Regions from separate parts of the Macaca mulatta genome. Here region 2 is linked to region 1. The links are chromatin contacts, called in public Hi-C maps. All regions are on one chromosome and are shown on one strand. Each heading gives the region's core, a stretch centred on a gene start, on an enhancer-like site or on the middle of the called end of the contact. The rest is flanking DNA. Distances are from core to core; before and after follow the strand shown. Region 1 holds the start of CASKIN1 (CASK interacting protein 1). Region 2 holds the start of ATP6V0C (ATPase H+ transporting V0 subunit c).

Region 1 (3,049 bases), core at 460-2,959:
TTACTGAGCACTTACTGAATGCCTGGGCTCCAAGCGCCCAGGCTCACTGATCTTAGGACCCGGCTGTGAGGCTGACATCCCATCCTACAGACGAGGAGACTGAGGTCCACCGAGTTGGAGCTGTCTGTGTCCAAGGTCATGCGACCACTAGGTGGAAGCCTTTACCTTGCCTTCCCTCTCAATTCCTACACCTGATCTCCAGGCTCAGCTGAAGCTACCTCTGCCCACAAGCTCTCCCTTTCTGAGCCCAGGGACCTGAAATCAGCTCGGGGGCCAGCCTGCAAAGGCACCGGTGTCCCCTTTCTCTTACTGCACACAGTGGACAGGAGCTGGCCAGTCATGGGCCGCTGGTCAAGTGCAGGAGTGCGGGGGTCCTGCTGGGACTCTAGGTTCCCCCCACCGACCTCCCAGAAGCCAGTCCCAGTTCTTGGCATCCCCCTGGAGGAAGGGGAGGAGGACTCCCTGTCTTACAGCCTGTGGGGGTGGAGGGAGGAGGGAGGACGCCCAGACCCCACATGCCGACCTGCAGAGCCCTGTCCGTGCCTACACAGGTGCCCTGACACACTGACACGGCTATACGTGCGCAGCCGCACACGCGGCTGGTCCACACGCCCATCCATCCATCTCCCGCGGCCCCCAGGGAGGCTACGCGCTGAGCCAGGATCAGTGCTGGGATCAGGGCTCCAAGCTCCCAGCCCTTTCCTGGGGCCCCCACAGGGCAAGCTGGGGATAGCCAATGGTGGTCCCCCACTCCCTCATGGCCTCCTTTCCCAGCAGGGAAGCCGGGGACCTGGGTCGGCTGGAGCTTGGCTGAGCAGGGCCCCAAGCCCTTGCCCCCAGGCCGGCCCTGCCTGGAGTCCAGCCTGCCCTGGGCTGGGCGACCTTGGGCCTCCGCTCTCCCATAAGTAAATGGCCCCCCACCGGCCATGTCAGGGCAGCCACACCCCCAGCGTGATCCTGCCCCCCACCTTCCCTGCAAAGCGTGTTATTAAACGTGGGGCGGGGAGGGGGTCTGCCAGGGACTGTCAGCTCCCGAGTCGCCCCTCCCCGCAGGGGCCCCCTCACTGTCTGCCCGGTGCGTGTGGTGGGGGGGGCATCCGCCTCGCCCTTTGAAGGCCCCAGCAGAGACCTCCAGCTGTCAGCCCGCAGCCTGAGAAGGGAGGGGGACAGAGGTAGGGAGGGAGGGATGCGAACGCCCGCGGCCCGGGAGGCGGGTGCCGCCAGGTGCCCGCTGGGGGGCTCAGGGTGACGGCCGGCTCTCCGGGCCGCCCCATCTCCAGTGCTGGGGACAGCGGGTGGGGGGCACGGACCAAGGGTCTAGGCGCTGCTGGCCCCGCCCCGCCCCCGGGGACCCGACAGCGTCCCCTCCCCGCCCGGCGCCGGGAGGGGTGGGGGGCTCTGCGCCGGGGAGGGGCCCCCGGGGCTCCCGCCCGCGCCCCGCGCCCCGCGCCCCCGGCACTCACTGGCCTTCCCGGGCCGCGGCCTCTGCAGCAGCCTCTGCGCGGTCCCTACGTCCTCCGCCTTCACCGCCTGCACCAGCTCCTGCTCCTTCCCCATGGCGCGGCCGGGGCCGCAGCGACGCGGCTGCGCTCGTGCGCTCGGCGCGGCTCAGAGGCGGCGGCGGCCCCGCGGCACCGGCCGCCTCCCGCGCCGCCTCCTCGCCGCCCGCCGCCCCTTCGCCCTCCTCGGGCTCCGGCTTGGGCTCGGGCTCCCGGCGCGGAGGGGGCGGGGAGCGCGTCACGGGCGGGGGGCGGCCCGGGGGCGGGGGCGCGCGGCGGGCGCGGGGCGGGGGCGCGGCACCTGGCGCCGCCTCCCGGACGCCGGGGTCCGCTCCCGGGCCGCCGACCTCCGTCAGCCCGCGCCGGCCGCGCGCCCGGGCCCGTGGCTCCGCCCTCCCCGCGCCCGCCCCGGGACGCCCCCTCCCCACGTGCGCGCCGCGCGCTCAGGCCAGGCCTTTGCGGATGCGGGCGGCCTGGGGAGGCTAGTCGGGCTGGGGACGCAGCTGCCGGGGGTGCACTCGGAGCCCCGACGCGGCGGCGGCGCGGGGCTGAGCCCAGAGAGGCTTCCAGAGGCTGCGGGACCCGCGGGGGAGGGTTCCGAGGCAGCGGGCGGGCGGGGACCGGGCGCCGAGAGACCCGGGCGCCAGTGGCCCTGGAGCCGGCCCGCCAGGCTGTCAGGCGTTCCTGGCCCCGGGTTCCCGTGGGAGGTGTCGAGGGATTGTGAAGAGGAATCTCCCAATAATGAATTCGGTGTCAGGGAACCCGCACCCCCAACCCCCAAGCATCCTCCTGCTCCTCTCCGCAAATAATGCGGGCGCCACAGCTTCCCCCAGCCTCAGTCCGAAGCCCGACCCCAAGGTAGCCCCCACCGCCCCCACTGAGGGAGCTCAACTCCCCACTCCCGGCACCGACTGGGGGTCGCCTCCATCTCCACCCACACGGAACTGGAACCTCCCTCCGGCACCAACGTGCCCCCGGCCCAGGTCTGCCCACTCTCCAGCCTGCAGCCCAGGCAGATGGGTCCTGCTTCCTGGGTGCTGGAGGCCCTGACTTGTCACCCTCTGAGCTCCTGGCTGAAGGCTGGGGCCACCCTGTGCCTCAGACCCTCTCCCATCAGGCCTGCAGCATTCTAGAGGCAGATCAGTGGGGGTCTGAGTCCCGGCTCAGGCTCCGTTTCCCTCATCACCCAAGCGGGCAAGGCCGTTTGGAGAATTTGGAGAGGGTCGCACCCATTCTATGAGGCGTGGCCTGGCACCCCACTGCCTGTGGCCCCAGATCATTGAGCAGGTCCAGGGGGACGGAGAAGTTCAGAGAGCAGGAACAGGGAAGGTGACAGGCACCGGGGTCCCGGCATCCTTGTGGGCAGCTGGCCGTTTTCTGTTCCCTCCGTGGGGTCTCCTGTTAGGTTCAGGTAGCAGCCCTCGGTCTTCCAGCACTCCCAGGGGGGTCCACAAATGCTAGGGCCTTTCCTCTTGCCCTTTCCAACGACCAGTTGCATACCTTCTGGGTCAGGTACTGTGCTGGTCACCTCCTAGATGAGGTTGGACTCA
Region 2 (2,732 bases), core at 227-2,726, 330 kb after region 1:
CCTGACATGTCCTTCTGCTTAGAGAAATGGCGGTCACCGGTGACCTTGGCAAGGGCAAGGAGCCGGGGAGGGAAGGGCAGGTGAGGAGGTGGAGACAGAGTGAAGATTCCTCTTCTCAGAAACAAGGGTCGGGCAAGAAAGAGGAGGAGCAAAAAGGGCCTCTGGCCATATCTGTTGCCTCCTCTCCTTTGAACCAGGACAGACTTGGGGACTTTCACGGGCTGCAAGTTCCAAGAGTCCAGGTCCAGGTTAGCCTGGGGAAGGGGCTCAAGGGAGGCTCCTGCTGGGGAAGGTGGGGCTGAGTCCAGCAGGAGGGCCAGGTCAGGGGCCATGACCCCATTGCCTACATGGAGAAGGTGATGAGCTGACATCCAGGCTACTCAGGGAGAGCTCTAACCCAGGATGAGGCCTTAGAGCTCAAAGGACACCCAGGCCTTGTGGCAGCTGCCCAGGGCCCCTGAAAGGGGGAGTGGAGATCAGGCAGAGGGGGTGCCAGGGACTGCCACACAGGATCAGTAGGGCAGCACCAGCCCTGGCTGGGCTGCTTTCACTGCTGCGGGAACCGCTCCAACTGCTCCAGAAAGATGGCCCTGAAGGTGTAGGCTTTGCGTGCGTGGGTGGCTGCAAGGACAGGTGGGAGGACCGAGACGCCAGAATGTGCAGAGCCTGGGGGGCCTCAAGAGGTCGCAGTTCCGACAGGGCTTCCACCAGTCATGCCTACATCTTGAGGGGCAGAGACACACCCCACTAATGTTTGGGTCCCTGATGCAAGGGCAGAGACAGGTCCGGGGAGGGGGTCCTTTTTCTCCGAAGCGAGAGGTGAAGTCACCAACCGCTGGGTCAGAGGCAGTGGGTCTGGGTCTGGAGGAGACTGGGGACAGGGTGGATGGAGGTGACCTGGGGACACAGAAGGGCTGCAGCCACGGGCTGGGACTTCACAGCTGTGGGCTGGGGGTTTTTCCTGACGCTGCGGCAGAGGAGGCCCGCACCCCACACATCTGCTGGGACCCTTAGCTCGCCCAGGATTGGTAGGGAGATCCTGGAAGACCAGCGCCCGGAGGAGTCAGGCACCGCCTTGGGGGCAAGGCCGCGAAACCACGGCCTGCGGCTTCACGCCAGGGGTGCAAAGAAAAGCGTCGCTGGGAACCGAACACCTGCAGACGTCGTGCAGCCGCAGAGGAGGCGGGGCACAGAGAGGCCCCGCCCCATATGCTAATGAGTACAAACCGCCCCGCCCCGATGCGAGACCGGTCCAACGCTGCGGGGATCCAAAGGCCGGCGGCGCCCGGCAACACCCGCGGAGGCCGAGGCGGGGCGTGGCCGGGCGCCGGGACCGGGTCGCTGGGCTGGAGGCACAGCCCGGCGGAGGTCAACGGGCCGCCCGGGCGTCCAGGCCGCGTCTCCCCCACGGTACGAAGTGGTACCGCCCGCAGGGGCGGGGCCCAGGTCATGTGACGCGGCCGCGGCCGCCATTTTGTTCTGCGGTGCTGGTATTTAGAGCGCAGCGGCTGACGGGCCGGATCGCCTTCGCCGCCGCCCGCCTCCTCGCTTTAGCTCCCGGCCCGTCCTCGCCCCCGCCTTCGCCACCGCCTCGGCCCGCAGAGCTCGCCCTCTCCCCACCTGCAGATATGTCCGAGTCCAAGAGCGGCCCTGAGTATGCTTCGTTTTTCGCCGTCATGGGCGCCTCGGCCGCCATGGTCTTCAGCGGTGAGCGCCGAGGCGGGAGGGACCCTGGGGCGGGGGCGCGCGCGTTGCTCATGCCCGCAGCTCTCTGGGGTCCGGTGTGTGACGTCACTCTGACGTAATGCCGAGCAGTCGGGGGCGCCTGGGCCTCGCGTGGCAGCGGGCGGGGGTCGGCGCCCCGAGGGCTGCTAGGAGCCGCCGGGGGTCCAGGCCGGCGGCCCTGCCAGCCGGGTCGTGAGGGTGCGGGGGTGGGGCGGCGGCGCCGCTGCCATCTTAGCCCCGGGAGCGGCGAGAGGGAGGCTAGGGTGGGAGCGCGAGGGGGGCGGCGCACGGGCCGATTCTGCGGGCAGGTGACATCACACCTCGAAGGCCCCAGTGCGCGGGCGGCGGCGCGGGTCGGGCCCAGGAGCGCCCCGGAGAAGGGTTCCTGGAGCTTTCCGGCCGGTGGGGAGCCCATGTTCCCCATGGGAGGTCCACAGCCCTCGCCCTTGTGGCGGCCGGCCCCCGGGGTCAGGTGGGTCTCACGCACAGGCAGGTGCTTCCGGTTGGAGCTGGTTACGGTTGCCCAATACCCGTGTCGCTGTGTGGGCTGTTTGGGAAAGCTGGGCTGAGGGCTTGGTTCGGAGAGCCCGCGGAGACCCAGGGGTGGGAGTATGTGGAAGTGGAGGGAGCTGGGAGACAGTGTCGGCGCTGGCGGGGCTGTGTAGCTTGCAGAGGGTCTATGCTCTGAGGTGGGTGAGAGGGTGGCATGGATGTCTGAGTTTATAGGATCGAGTGGTTGCCTTCTGGACTGAGGCTTCCAGTTCTGGTCCTAATGAATGGAGGGATGAATGAATGACCTTCTCTTCCTTCCCTGGGGCCTGAAATTGGGAGGGGCTTCCCTGGGCTTGGAGAAGGGGCCTTCTAGGGTTCTTGATGGCACCCTGCTTTTGAAATTAGGCGTTGACAGGTCCTGGGCGTCCAATTTAGTGACAGTTGGTCTCCTTGGGAGAATGGCACTTGGTCTAGGGCTAGGCCCAGGAATGTGGGTCCCACGAGTTAAGTTCTGA

Evidence for each region. Hi-C and Micro-C count contacts between places; a contact is called where the count stands out from the background.
Region 2: a contact with region 1 is called in a Hi-C map of CD4 T cells, with 3 times the contacts expected there. The contact joins the promoter of ATP6V0C here to the promoter of CASKIN1 in region 1. A contact is called at or near these places in 2 of 14 Hi-C or Micro-C datasets (CD4 T cells and liver).

Annotation. Positions count from the first base shown.
Region 1 is chr20:3,426,546-3,429,594 of T2T-MMU8v2.0, forward strand. CASKIN1 (CASK interacting protein 1) reads right to left here and starts at 1,710. Exons shown (of 19, transcript XR_013411324.1): 1 at 1,464-1,710.
Region 2 is chr20:3,753,847-3,756,578 of T2T-MMU8v2.0, forward strand. It overlaps ATP6V0C (ATPase H+ transporting V0 subunit c), which reads left to right and starts at 1,477. Exons shown (of 3, transcript XM_015125387.3): 1 at 1,477-1,707. The coding sequence starts at 1,629.